Regions from separate parts of the Danio rerio genome. Here region 2 is linked to region 1. A link is a contact called in public HiChIP or PLAC-seq data. All regions are on one chromosome and are shown on one strand. The core of a region is the stretch at or near the end of the contact, and the rest is flanking DNA. Distances in the headings are between cores, read along the strand shown.

Region 1 (7,931 bases), core at 3,512-6,011:
AAAAAATATATATTTTCAGACATACTGTGAAAATTTCCTTGCTCTGTTAAAAATAATTTGGGAAATATTTCAAAAAGAAAAAAAATCAAAGGGGTTTAATAATTCTGATTGCAACTGTACAAATAATGATGAGATTATTGACAATAATAATAATAATAATAATAATAATAATAATAATAATAATAATAATAATAATAATAGCAGCAATAATAACAGTAGCAGTAATATTATAGTAATTGAAGATATTTTTTGCCAAATTGTTACATAAAATTGTAATTATAAAGTAGTAATGTTACTATTACTACACAATATATAATTTATTCTTGTTGTCTAGATTGTAAAGGCCAAGAAGCAAGTCTTCTTTTCTAACAATAATTAAATTCATAATCGTGCAGCCTTAGTTACATACTGTATATGACCCAAATAAACTCTTACTGTATGTGTAGGTCAGGGGCTCCAAGTCTTTCCTTTCTTTTCTTCATGTTCATAAGTTGGGCAGATGGATATGCGAAAACGTAAATCTGACTTTTACTCAGAAGTGTAACACTGAAGAGTCTCCAGCTTTACGGTTCCAAGAACACAGCATGGCATAATGCGAACGTCTGCTACCAAACGACCAACTCTGCTCATGAAGGTTTGGGCAATTCCAGCCATACTTCCTCTATCTTCATCAAAATCATCAACTGTCAGATCACAAGATCACAATGTGCCTTCAAGTCTCAGCTTGTCTGCGACCCGAGCAAGTATCCAATTCTGTGTTAACTGAGGTCATGATGGTGTTTGTTTTTAAAAGACAGTCCTCTGAAAGTTGTATCCAAGAGCGCGTGTCTTTCTCCGCACTGTGAAGTACCATAACATTGGTCTGATGGGAGAATGTGAAGAGCGTGACGGTCCAATTCCAGGCAAATTAGAAGACGCTTCACTCGCTTCCGACCTCTGCTGCTAATGTGTATATGTTGGCAAGACGGTCAGAAACACACAAACACAGCATGTAATGAGGGAGAGGGCATTCTCATGATATCACAAGACCCTGGGGGAGGTGCAGCTGTTGCCCCTTCCTCACACCAGTCCGTCTCTGTACACCCACACACGCGTATAAGCACAGTTCTGGGAACCCGGAGAACATCAGAATCCTATCCACTGTTCCCAGGCGAATGCTTTTGGCTAAATGTAGCCCCAAGCAGACAATAGGCAGGATCAAAGAGCAGAGGAGAAGCAACACAAGCGTTAAGCCTTACTGATTCTATTGACACACAACGCCACAGGAGAGCCTAATACAATTACATTGACACATGATACATGTCTCTGTGCAAGTAGGCATGGGACGATAGCCGGTTTCAAGGTACACTGCGGTTTGGAAAAGTTAAGGTTTTAAAACTGCTAAAATTGTGTGTAATACTGTTCTTATAGTATATGTAAGTTTTTTTTTTTTTTTTTACATGTTGTTCAAGACTGTTTTATTTAGTTTTTTGGGCAAAATGATCTCCACATCAAAAGCTACTGGTCAGTGCAATTTTAGATACATTTTTAAGTCTTTGAAACTAGTGAAGACAGCTAAAGTCAATAAATTATTTTAATTATTCAGCCTGATACGTTTACTTTGCCAAAACATTTGAAATGCTTCTTAAAAATAAAATTCCAAACATTTAAAAATAACATTTTTTTGAGCAGTAATCACAATACCGTCATACCATGAAACTGATATTTTCATCAAACGTTTTCATACCGTCAGAATCTTATACCGGCCCACGCCTAGAGTGTATACTTCAAGTGATGGTTGTCCCAAACATGAACATTCATGTATGAATTGCTGACCATATTTTTTCCTAATCCAAATTTCATTGCATGCCTGGGTTGTTATTTTCAATAGAAAATGAAAACAAAGGGGAATCTAGTAGTGAACATTAGAAGTGGATAAGCACCTTTTAACAAAGTTGTCCTAACTATAACTAATCAACACCCATTCTTGTCTTATGACAATTTTAGACTTTTTTTGATCCACTTCAAATGTTGACTACTGTAGATAAAGTGAAGCTCAAAAAAATGACCAAAAAAAAATCATAATAGTCAGAGGAGGAATTGGTCTTGGTCTTGAAGTTTTAGAGATAGAATTACTATCACAACTATCACAAAACTATTAGTAAGGAGCATGTCGTGTGGACAGAGAACTGGTCCAAAGATCACTTTAGTGATGAAAGCGTTGGGTCTGATGAGACATATTATGTTCATCTTCAAACTGGGAAAAGATTGAACCCAAATTGTGTAGTAAAAAAAATAAAAAGAAAAGAAAGAAAGAAAGAAAGAAAGAAAGAAAGAAAGAAAGAAAGAAAGAATGAAAGAAGGAAAGAAAGAAAGAAAGAAAGAAAGAAAGAAAGAAAGAAAGAAAGAAAGAAAGAAAGAAAGAAAGAAAGAAAGAAAGAAAGAAAGAAAGAAGGAAAGAAAGAAAGAAAGAAAGAAAGAAAGAAAGAAAGAAAGAAAGAAAGAAAGAAAGAAAGAAAGAAAGAAAGAAAAAGTGAGTGAAAGTTCAAGGAGGAAGTTTCATGGTTTGATGATGTTTTCTGCAGTAGGGTGCAGCTTGTGCTGCATGGCATAGTGAATGAAAATGTTTATTGGAGGCTCTTTCATCAACTCATCAACATGTGGTTCCTTCCCTGCATTCATCACCCAATTATCCATCTAATTTTTGTTCAGGTTGATGAGTGCCAATCGTTAAAGCAGTTCTTTGGAACAGAAAACATTAAAATAATGAAATGGCAGAATAGAGTGCTGATCTAAACTGTCAGGAAGGATGAGGGAGTGAGGACTCACGATGGGTTTATTGGTTAAAAAGTCAACAAACCAACTAGACTGAAAGGCTGAGAATGAAAAAGCACGCTACAGATAAAACAAACACAAACACCAGGATGAGAGGTGTAAATACACACACACACACACACACACACACACACACAAAACAAATATATATATATATATACATACATACATACATACATACATACATACATACAGTACATACAGTACATACATACATACATACATACATACATACATACATACATACATACATACATACATACATACATACATACATACACACACACACAATAATGTGTTTAAAATTGTTCTTACATTTTTAACCCTGTTGTATACACCGGGGAGAAAAATTTACAATTTCAGGGTTAGTAATTAATAAATTATTGAATAGTTATAATTTAGTTTTAGTTAATTTAGTTTTTTTTTATCCAGGGTTAACAACACACCAGAATGTGAAAAGATGAGACAGAAAGCAGTAAGTTATGAGAAGGTCACCCAGAAATTAACCAAAAACCCTAACTGCATGAAGACTAAAAGAAAAGTTCACTGACAGCATTGTGGAATTGAAGGCTTGATTTGATTAAGCCCTGTAATCCTGCAGCGGGTGGAATAAACTCAGTGAACCCTCACAATAGCCGACATTATGCCCACTCCTGCCAGTCACTGTAAGCTACACAAAGAAAGCAAAAAGAAAACGCTAACCAAAAGATCAGCGACGGTATGCTTGCACACAAGATTTGAAAAACCCTTTACGAGACCCCAAGATTCTCTGCGCCACCCCCAATCTCATGATTTTGATATTGCGTGATCTTATGATGGCACTTTTTTTTGCTAGCAGTGAGTTAAAAATAAACAGAAAGGAAGATATACATAGGTGTGTCAGAACACGAACAGAAATGCTCAGCTGTCGGAAAAGGCTTGGAGTAATCTGCCTGTCACTGCCCTACCAGTCACCTACGACCCGCCGTGACCCTGTCCATGTGCAGTAAACAGCGTTGACACTGTGATCTAGGAGGAATGCTAACTGAACTGATACAGCAGTGTCTGAAACATTAAACATGCTGACTTATTAAGCAGTATCCAGATGTAGAAAGGCAATAACACAAGCCTGAAATAGATGAGTGGCTGTATAATGTAATGTTTTATATGCTAGATGCTGAAGCTCCATTTCATATAGACGAATTGAAACACAGACTTTTGAAAATGGACATGTGGCTGTACACAATCGCTCACTGACTGCTTTTCTGGACTATTGCGCATCCCTCGCTGATTCTTAAAGCTGCTCTCATATGACCATTACGCAACTGGTAAACAGCAAGTGCGGATACAAGAAAAATATACACATGGTCATTGAGTGTGGATGGTCACATGTAATGCATTTTATGCTGCATACTGTGGACATAACACCTTTATCTGGCATGCAGTAAAAACGGCAATATACTGTAGACAAGCAGCGTTTTCAACATAACTATAAAAACATACTAGTGTAAACGCAGCCTGGATTAATCTGGTTGATTTTGAATGTAATAACGTAACAAACTGGATATAATTCATAGTCAGATACGGATCTGCTACTTAAGAGAATGAATTAGCCTTGCAGTGCACATGTAAAGCACATCAACAAAGAACTTTGAGTATTTGCTTTATTTGATTCAGTGTAACACAAAATAACTCTTTGCTGAATGGGCATTGCATCCTCTTTGATCAAAATAAAATGAAATAAAGAAAATAAACTATTATATAATTATTCACAAAACACCACAGCTTTCTCTGTCTTTTTGTAATTTGTACTTACAAACTGCCTCTTCTAGGAAGACTCAGCTCCTTCTGAAATAAAGAAAGAGAAAAATACAAGATTAACTACAAATCAAATGTGTCACAATAATTACGTGAAAACCAGAACTTTTGAACTTGAATGCAGTATACAGTAACAATCCTGCAGGTAATGAACAGTCCACCGGGTGGCGTAATACAACGACCTCAATTCATCTTATCCAACACTGCATTACAAATATTCACAAGTTAACTTGAATTATTAACAAGCTGATTTTAGCAAATTATTATGCCGTGGTAGATTCAATACATGATTTCAATAATGATTAGGTGGAATAATGGCCAGTATCCAGCATAATGAGTCTTTTACCATTGGTGAAAGAAAGTAAAACACCACTAGATGGCAAAAGTGAACCATTATTCTACTCAGCCAGATCTACCTCAGACCAGTGAATGCATACTGTTAGCTGGACAGAGAAAAGACAACTGATATCATGTCCAGAAGACCCATGGGACAGAGGAAAGACACAGAATAAGGCGATTCCATCTGTCCTCAACCACAACGAAACTGCTCTCGAGTGTAAAAATCCAGGGAAAAGCAATGATATTGCAAAAAGAAAATGTGATCTACGAAATCAAGCTGTTTAAATGATTAAAGAGCTCTTATATTGTAAGTATACAACTGGCAAACAAATAAAAACATCATTAACATATTTATATTATTTTCTCGCTATTATGACAGTGATATTAGATATTTGTGTCACTTGTCACAAGAAGTATTGCTCCAGAAAATCTTTTATGGATCTACAAGGTTCCTATTGTGGTCTATAGACCCCCTTTATAATTTTTATTGAAGAGTTAATTTTTTTTTATCAAAATAAAAATCTGTATTAGCACTCTTGACAGATAAATAGGCAACACAAACAATGGCTTTTAGATAAGTCATTACATTCAATTATTGAATGTGTTTACAAAGCCTATCATCCATTAACAGTGTGGGTGTATAAGCAGAGGCCACGCATTACTGATCCTTACTGATTCAACTCATCCAAACACAAAGCCAGCATTCGGTAATGAGCATATTCTGTTGACACCATGTTTCCTTGCATCTGGCTTAGCTGTCACGTTCAAGCACATAGCAGTCTTCAAATAAACATTTATTTCTTAGGGCTCTTAACACATTCATTAAATACTGTAAGTTTTTGAAGAAAATGTGCTTTTTACACAATTAACTCATTTGTCAAAACCCCAGATATGTCTACGCCTTTTGCATTTAACATTATACTATTTTATTTTACTTTTAATATTAAAGGTGCAGTATTGTCTTCAGAAACTTCTCTTCACGTTCCAATAGTAGTGATTAAAGTAAATGATCTAAATGAATTTATGTCTTTATATATTCTTTGTAAGGCAGAAGACAAAAAAAAAGTTTATCCAATTAAAATTTGTCGGACCGATAATTCCCATAATTCTAATAAGTAGCCCAAACTGTCTGGCAACAAATGTAGATTTGTACATCTGTGCACCCGTTAACACAGATCCGAGGCACTGCAACTACATGGACACAAGAGAAAGAGTGACAGTGGTAAAAACAAATCCGGAATCAAAACTTCCTGAATTGTGTAGTTTGTGTTGTTATATATATATATGAGCGATTCCAGCGTTATGGATGTGACATTTGCAGTAAAAACTCAAAACATAATTTCACACAGAAAGTATATGTTGACATTATATCGAAACTTCTGTTTATATTTTCCAAAACAGCTCACCACAGAGTTCTGGGAGCAGAAAAATATCAATATGTAAACATGTTTTATATTTTAAATTAGGAAAATAAACATGCGTTATGGATGTGACAAAAAAGTTTGCAAATTTACAGTCGACAACAGATTATTTAGAAATACTGACAGTTAAACTGCACAACCCAAAAGACACAATGCTCATCAAACAGGTATGAGTCGGCTCACTATAGAATTAAAATGATTGATTTTATTTAATTTGACATTTTTGCATTTATGAAGAAAAAGTGTCGTTATGGATGTGACACATTTCCGTTATGGATGTGACAGCTGTGAAATTTCCACTTGTGTGATTTTGGCAAATTAAATATAATAGTTTGAAATACTGACAGATACATTTACGAGTATTTTTAAAGTACTGTAAAAAACTTGCTAACACAAAAAATGTAAAAACGGTTTCTCTATTTTGGAGAAAACTAAATAATTTTTTATGGCAAAGTTGACATTTGCATGGAATTGCCCATATATATATATATATATATATATATATATATATATATATATATATATATATATATATATATATATATATATATATATATATATAAATAAACTTTTTTTACCCTAAATTAACCTAACTAAAATTAAAAAAAACATGGCCGCTTTCTAAAAAAAATATACGTGAAAATTGTAATTATTTTATTTTAAATCACTTTCTTTTGCAGTGTATATACTGCAATTCCCATCTCAAATGCTCTATGGATTCAATCGTGGCTGTCAACAGCCTGCTAAAGACCTGAGAATGATTCTTGTTTCAGTCCAATAACTGGTTGAGAGCAAAATTCATTTCAAGTGCATTAAAAACTTCAGCCTCCCACTGAAAGCCGCTCTTATTACTGCAGGCTTATTTGACAGCAATGAAAAAAAGAGCATATAAGACAATAGAACAGATCCAATAGCAAAGTGACCAGTAGCAAAACACTAGGTATAATGATAAAAAGACTGTATTCGGAGTGTATCTAGAAGACATCTGTCTCCTAACATCGATAGCTGTGCCAGGGAACCTTCACATCCTCCTGACCTGTCTGCAGAATATTAACACGCCAACTTCCCAAAGTGCAACCTTAGCAAAACACCAGCCTACTTTTTAATTAGCAACTCCACCGATAGCAGCCAGATATGCCTGGAGGCTTCATATACAGCAGCTTTTCCTGCTTTTCATGTCAACTTGAGATCACTTTTCCACTGTGCTGTCAGAAAAAGTGCTCTCTTGACCTCTGTATCCTCTTTTCTGTCTCTCCATAACAAATCTGAAGTGCTCATCAGTGCATTCCCACTGCTCTGACCTGACTCAGGTAAGGATGCATCAGCCTTGGAGAGCTCTGGATGGACTAAACCTTGTTAGCTTGTGTGTGTAAGATGAAGTGAGTATCTTTTCTCGATGCCAAATCAGATTAGTTGTGCAGCATAGCAGTGCTGGCTGATATCTGGATGTTGTGTATGTGTGATAGTGTTCTTGAGAACGGAGCCCAGCTGTGCTCAGGGTGACAAGAGCGAGAGCGTGCCATAGAAATGTTCATGCCTGTTATTTACAGCTCAGCATTT
Region 2 (7,931 bases), core at 3,168-5,667, 140 kb after region 1:
GAATGCAAAACTGCTGCTCTAAATAAACAATCATGAAATCAGCTAGTACTACTTCAAGAAAATCAGCATATATGTATATTTTGGAAAAAAGTGCATAGATTATATTTTAATCACATCCAGTCTGCACTTCTTGAACAATCATGTATTGCATCACTGTTTTATAAAGCCTCATAGGATGAATCATATAATGATATTATTATATGATATTGTTATTATTTTTGCTCAATTTATTACACAAATGAATAAACACATCTGAAAGTGGTTTCTTGCATCTATTTTTAAGTTAAAGGGGTGGTCCAGAATGTTATTTTTAAGGCTTGGTTGTGTTAATAAGATGCAAAGCAATGTGTGCTCATGTTTAACTTGAAGGAAATCGTGTTATTTTTTCATAAATCTCACTTTGATTATACACAGCTACTCAGCTAACATGAAAACGACTGTCATATTTCCTAGTTTCTCTAAAAGGCCCACCCTCAAGTGACTCTGATTGGTCATCATCATAATATGCTGTGATTCGCCGATCGGCTCCACGTCACGCCCTGACAAGCACGCGCGTTTTTGTGTAAACAGTCAGTCAGTCAGTCAGTCAACACGTGTCTGTAACGAGTGAAAATGGGATGCGGCTCCTTTAACTGTTTCTGTGCCTTTTAGTGTGTTTATGCGTGTATACGATGAAGTATCTGTAACACGAGAAGCGCATGTGCGCGGGAGAGATTTTTATTGTTCTTTTTCTCTCATGCTCGGATTAAGTTATTTTCTATGGTGACAGAATAAAGCACAAGATGTGAGATGAGACCTTTGTGAGCCTGGATTGATTTGTTTTTGATGTTACACTCCAGTTGGGAAATCATTGCTGTATTTTTTTTAAATCAACGCGTTACAGAACGTCTTTCATGCATATGCGGAATATGCCTGTGTAAGTAACATGAATCGTTCACATATCTTTTGCGACTTTATTGTCCGAGTTGTAAAACGCATAGCAAAGCTGCCTATAGAGAGAAACTCTGCCGTCTCCCACAGAGAGACGCAGGTGCTGGCCAAGAGAGCGTGTATGTGTATGTGTGTGTGTGCGTTTACAGCCGTTTGATAAATATAGATTTGTAACGTTAGCTAAGTCGTTAGCGGTTACCATAATTTCCCGTTGTTTACATCTTTGCTACAACACACCGTTAAAGTTAGACACTGTACATGTCATGATCAATTTTAACAAATAAAAACACTTACAGGTCATGACTCAGAGTTCACAGCGTCTCCTTGCTCCATCTTTGAGGAGATTTTAACTGAATCCAGCACTGAACTGGGAGAGATTCTGGAAGCTGTGTTTTGTCAAATCATGCTTGCTATGTATTTTATAGTTCTCTGGAACATAATTAATATTGAACTGTAAGCACTTCTGTGTTTGGGTCGTGTCATTTGGAAGCCCAACAACAGAAACAGAACAGCTATGTGGAAACAGCAGGATGGCATTTCTCCCTCTGCAGTAACGTTACAGCGCCTCTGGCCACGGCCTTTACCTGCGCAGTGTGGGATGCGCAATAACGAACTTTTGTGATCTCACAGGGGGCGGAAGTATTTTTTGTAGTCCCCAAAATTCGTTAATTGTAGGCGTTGCTAAGCTAACTCTGTACAAATCAAGGTCTCCCTTTGCATTAAACTTTGAATATTTTACATTTAGAGATGCTGTTTATGTTCACACAGCTACATTACACATCAACTGAAGTTTAAAATATAATATCGTAGTGGACCACCCCTTTAAATGGGATTTCTTCTTCAAGCATTATTGTCAAACTTATGTTGTAAATCAGTTGCTTGCTGCAGGGTGGTGATTATCCAGAAACAAAACTATTTTAACAAATCTCACACTTTTTGGGGTCAAAGTTTAAACGGGTTTTCAAGCACTAAAACCATAAAATGAAAAGAATGCACATTCTAAAGTAATAGGCTATTAGTAATTGTATAACATTATTCATCAATTTTTTACAACAAGTTAAATTACATGGGATTTATTTATATACGTTTATTCATTCATTTTCTTGTCGCCTTAGTCCCTTTATTAATCCGGGGTCGCCACAGTGGAATGAACCACCAACTTATCCAGCTAATTTTTACGCAGCGGATGCCCTTCCAGCTGCAACCCATTTCTGGGAAACATCCACACACACACACTCATACACTATGGACAATTTAGCCTACCCAATTCACCTGTACCGCATGTCTTTGGACTGTGGGGGAAACCGGAGCACCCGGAGAAAACCCACGCGAAGGCAGGGAGAACATGCAAACTCCACACAGAAACGTCAACTGAGCCGAGGTTGGAACCAGCGACCCTCTTGCTGTGAGGCGACAGCACTACCTACTGCACCACTGCCTCGCCTTATTTATATATAGATCGATTTTCAACATAATTATATTAATCACCAACAATGCTTTATCAAGAAAACATTTCAAATTAATGTCAACATAAATACATAAATTACATAAATCAACATAAAGTACATAAATCTGAATGGCTATGCACAAAATGTGTGATCCTAATTAAACTTTTCATTCACAATTTTAACTCAAATTTCTTTACATAAACAGAAACGGGTTTAAACGGGTTTTTAAAAGAGACAAGTATAAGGAAATAAAAACAAATAATAAAAGTGATTAAAACAGATCAAACGTGTTTTAAAAGGTTATAAAAGAATGAAAAACAAAAGAAAGACATGATAGAGCGATCTGTCGGACAAAGCACAGGGCTCATTCAGTACAGGCACAGCTAAACAGATGTGTTTTCAGTCTTGGTTTGAATGTGCCTAATGTTGGAGCACATCTGAAACACACTATATGTGTGTATAAGCAATAGGAGTACTCCATTCCTTTTATTTCTTTCAGTGTCACTCTGTCCTCTCGCAATGAATGATAACACAAGACTCAATAACAAAAACCAAGGAGTCAATAAAACTCTTCCAAAACAAACATAACGTGGGTAATAAACTTGAGCAAGTCCTTTAAACCTATTCAGAAGTGCACAAATCTAATAATGCACAAAGCAAAAAAACATCTAAAACCTGATGTCCACTCTGATGTGCTGGAGTTTGTATTGACTTCAATTATAGCCCATTATAAAAAATTCATTTAATTATTTAAGCTAAATAAATACGTCAGGGATTACACACACACGCAAAATAGCATATAAACTGGCTCAGCATGCATTCACACATCAATTGTCTTTTTTCTGCAAGGGAAGCTTCCTGTCAATATTCATGACCAAGAAGCCCTGATGCCTCATGGATGCACTGAAATCGAGCACTGCGCTCATTCTGCAGGGCAGCTGCGTCACATGCACCACTGCATGTGTACTGTTGTTTACTTTGCATTCTTGAAATAAATACACAAGGTAAATGTCAAAACGCAATCACTCACCTCGTCTTTTCCTTCAGTGCTGCTGTCCTGCTGCTCAGATGTGCAGAGTTTCCTTTTGTTTTTGCTCTCGGTTTTCTTCATTCTGATGGATGGCGGCTGAGCGCTACTCTAATGTTAATATTTTGTTGAATCCAGTGGTCAGTGCATTCAGATACTGAAACAAATCTCGCCCTGGTACATGGTGAGCAAACCTCTCCTCAACTTTGGTCCACAAATACAGAATAAATGATGAACGCAGGTTTGCTTTTGTGTTGCACTCTCGACCTTAAGTTACAACCCCATCTGCCATGACAGCCAGTCTGTTTTTCTTCTCTTTTTCCGTCAAATACTGCTTTGTTTTCAGTTTTATGTAAACTATGCGGTTTTAGCGCCGAAAATCACCCGGCGGAACACGCTAGCTCGCTAGCAGTTTGTTGATAAAGTTTGACAACATCCGCAAAATAAACGCCTTTTGAGTTTACCAAAATTGAGAAAGTGATCGTTTAAAAGCAATGTGTAAATGAACTCGCCGGGCTCGAGTCTGTCACCGTGAGAGTGTAACGACAGGTTATCATTATGCTGAATAATGCCGCGTTTCCAACGTGTTTGCTGCCGTTTGAAGTCTTCCAGCGGATTGTCTCGTCTTGGTGAACCAATACTTTAGCATTCCAGTTATAACAAAACAAAGAGCTAACGTATAAAAACAGAAAATTTCCTCATCCACTAAACTGCCAGCAGACTGGAGATACACTTCGCCGCAGAGCCACAACACAGCGTTTAACTGTCCATCATGTCTCGTGAGTCTAGAGAGCGAGCTCTGTTTTGACGCGGATCATTATATCTAGCGGTCGCGAAGCTCCGCGTTTCTCCTTCAGTCTCGCTTTTCTTCAGACGTCAGCCCGGCCGGGTGCGGGGGAAACGGCTCGGTGCCGAAAACAATCGCTAATCAGACCCGGTGTTCTGTCATGCCGTCGCTTTTCTCCGAGGAGGAAATCTAGTAGCTTCCTGAAGCTCGCATCAAGTGAACGACCGCCGGTGAGCGCCAAATGCTGATCTAAGTTCAGTCTGTGTAGCAGAGTCTCAGAGAGGAGTCTTGCATATGCACTCGAGAGCTGATCTGAGTTCAGTGTGTAGGAGCAGATTCTAACTAAGTGGGGGAGTCTTGCATTGCATATACACCGGAGGGCTGATCTGGGAACGTTGTTTCCTCCAATGGCTTAGAAGGGGCAAGTGAAAAGATCGCTTTTTGGAGAAATTCGACTTTAGTTTGTTTTTGCTGCCATCTGCTGAGACTAAAGTAACCCTTCCTGCTTAAAACAATGTATAGATCCAAGCTCTCTGTACTATTCCTATTCTATATATTTGAGAAAAATAGAGGCTCAGCATATAATAATAAAACATTTAAAAATATATTATGAAATAAAAATATATAAATAAGTAATGCAAAATATTAAAGATTAATAAAAAATAAACATGAAAAAAGTAAAACTAATATTTTAATGAATACATAAATTAATACAATAGTATGCATAAGGGAAAAAAAACAGAAAAAAAACATATTCTAAATAATAATTTGTTCAGAAATTAAACTTTAACAACAGGGAAATTTAGCACTTAAACTTACTTTTCTTTTTAAATGCTTTTTTCTGTGGTTTGTGTGTGTGTGTGTGTGTGTGTGTACATATAAATAGTCCCTTTATTAATCTGGGGTCACCACAGCGGAATGAACCGCCAACTTATCCAACAAGTTTTTACGCAGCGGATGCCCTTCCAGCCGCAACCCATCTTTGGGAAACATCCACACACACATTCACACACACACACACACACACACACACACACACACACACACACACACACACACAGGACAATTTAGCCTACCCAATTCACCTGTACCGCATGTCTTTGGACTGTGGGGGAAACCGGAGCACCCGGAGGAAACCCACGCGAGCGCAGGGAGAACATGCAAACTCCACACAGAAACGCCAACTGAGCCGAGACTCGAATCAGCGACCCAGCGACCTTCTTGCTGTGAGGCGACAGCACTACCTACTGCGCCACTGCTTCGCCTATATATATATATATATATATATATATATATATATATATATATATATATATATATATATATATATATATATATATAATTAATGGAGAGATTTTTTTCAACACATTTCTAAACTTAATAGTTTTACTAACTCATTTCTAATAGCTGATTTATTTTATCTTTGCCATGATGACAGTACAATATTTTACTAGATATTTTTAAGAAACTAGTATTCAGCTTAAAGTGACATTTAAAGGCTTAACTAGGTTAATTAGGCAGGTTAGGGTAATTCAATTCAATTCATGTTTATTTTTAAAGTGCTTTTCACAATGAAGATTGTGTCAAAGCAGCTTAACATAGTTCTAGTAAAGTCCAGATTTCACAGTTGAAGTTCAGTTAACTAGTTCATGCGGTTTATGTTTCACTGCTGAAAATTAAAACTGAAGAGCAAACTCACCGAAGTGCAGCTCCACAAGTCCAAGCAAGCCACTGGTGACAGAAGTGAGGGAAAAAAAGAAAAACTTCACCCATTGACAAAGTGAAGGAAAAAAAAACCTAGAGAGGAACCAGGCTCTGTTGTACATAACCATAATTTTTATGGCCAAACTTGAAGAGCTGCAGTCTAGGACACTGGACACACCAGATTCTAGAGAAGCTGGAGGTCAATCGTGGAGAAGGTGCAGGTGTGAGTAGGTCGTCGTTGGGGAGTCAGGCTGGCCCAATCGAACAATGCGGTGACTGTGCATCTGTCACAGTGCTCTTTCAGGAATCAGTCTCATGCATTCCATTCCTCAATAACCATCACCATCAAGTCAGGATACTGCCTGGTCCATGATTATGGATATCTTGGGATCATCTCTTCACAGTTCTTGGATCGCATTAATGACACTGCATAGTCTCTAGGGACTTTAGAATGAGTATCCCCAGGTGGAAATAGAGAATAAACAAAATAATTATCGTAGCTGCTGTTCATAGTGTATTTAAACGAGATGCAACAATGAAAATAGCAGTTATTTAAACAAACATAGAAACAAACATGTAAAGCAGATGAGAGTTTTTAACACAACGTCTGGTGTATTAAGGAGGAGTGTGTCTTGCAGGTGGTTGTCAAGCCAGCTCACCCGCGTGGAGCACATTCATGCATCATACCGTTATTTAATGTCTGCTTTACTAAAAAGATAGGTCTTTAATCTAGTTTTGAACTGAGAGAGTGTGTCTGAGCCTTGGACATTATCAGGAAGGCTATTCCAGAGTTTAGAAGCCAAACGAGAAAGCTCAACCTCAACCTTTACTCGACTTTGCTATTCTAGGTGCTACCAGAAGCCCTGATTTTGAGATCTTAGAGAGCGGGTTGAATGGCAGAGAGACAGAATGTTGGTTAGACAAACAGAAACTATATTATTTAAAGCTTTTTAGGTAAGAAGCAATATTTTATAATAAATACAAAACTTAACCGGCAGCCACTGTAAGGAGGATACAATTGGGGTGATAGGTTCATATGTTCTTGACCTGGTAAGAACTCTGGCAGCTGCATTTTGTATAGCTGAAGTTTATTAATAAAGGATGCTGGACAACCAGCGAACAGAGCATACAGTAATCCAGCCTAGAAGTCATAAAAGCATGAACAAGCTTTTTTTTATTAGGGAGGTTATTGTATAACGATGCTTTGTTCTGCAGACCATCTGGAAAAAATAGCTTAAAGAGGCTAAAATAATTACATTATTTATAGAAAGCTTAAAAAATTACAAATATCACACATTTTAGAATATTATTGTACATTTTGACATAGAGTGAAGTAAACAAGGATCTAGCGGCTAATGATTTTCACTTTAAAATGGCTTAAAAAAAACTGCTATATAATAAAACAAATAAGACTTTCTCCAGAACGACAAATATTATCAGACATACTGTGAAAATTTACTTGCTCTGTTAAACATCACTTGGGAAATATAAAAAAAATATATAATAATAAATTCAAATGTGGGCTAATAATTCTGACTTCAACTGTATGTATATGTGTTTACACACACACACACACACACACACACACACACACACACACACATATATATATATATATATATATATATAGAGAGAGAGAGAGAGAGAGAGAGAGAGAGAGAGATAGATAGATAGATAGATAGATAGATAGATAGATAGATAGATAGATAGATAGATAGATAGATAGATAGATAGATAGATAGATAGATAGATAGATATTTGAGCGCTAGTGAGGACGTTTTTAAATGCTGCTGATTTGCCATTGTGTTAACATGCTTAACAGAAATGGCTGCAATTCCCCGTGAAGGTCATTAGTTTGACAAGATCATTGCTGTATACTGAGTGTAACCACAGATACAGAAACACTGGAGCGTTTTAAAGCCGCAGTTTATCAGCGGATCACTTGTATGACAGCTTATAGACAAACCAGCTGATCAACGTGACTTTGAAATGCTCCAGTGTCCCTGGCTGTTTCTCAATAAGCGTTCATCAGGGG

What was found. HiChIP or PLAC-seq counts read pairs in DNA pulled down with a chosen protein or histone mark.
Region 2: an H3K4me3 HiChIP or PLAC-seq map of embryo shows a contact between it and region 1, with 7 times the contacts expected there. The contact joins the promoter of mast2 here to the enhancer-like site in region 1. A contact is called at or near these places in 7 of 18 Hi-C or Micro-C datasets (caudal fin, embryo, hematopoietic stem cells and 2 more) and 3 of 4 datasets of contacts at active chromatin or transcription factors (caudal fin, embryo and gastrula embryo).

The regions. Positions count from the first base shown.
Region 1 is chr6:36,253,415-36,261,345 of GRCz12tu, forward strand. mast2 (microtubule associated serine/threonine kinase 2) reads right to left here. Exons shown (of 29, transcript XM_073954326.1): 4 at 4,610-4,641. Among named protein-coding and RNA genes, the nearest start is that of mast2, 140 kb to the right of the region's middle. Within about 2 kb of position 4,762, at least 5 of the 62 cell types and tissues checked have an H3K27ac peak or open chromatin away from gene starts, as enhancers often do.
Region 2 is chr6:36,389,163-36,397,093 of GRCz12tu, forward strand. mast2 (microtubule associated serine/threonine kinase 2) reads right to left here and starts at 4,418. Exons shown (of 29, transcript XM_073954326.1): 1 at 3,409-4,418. The coding sequence starts at 3,489.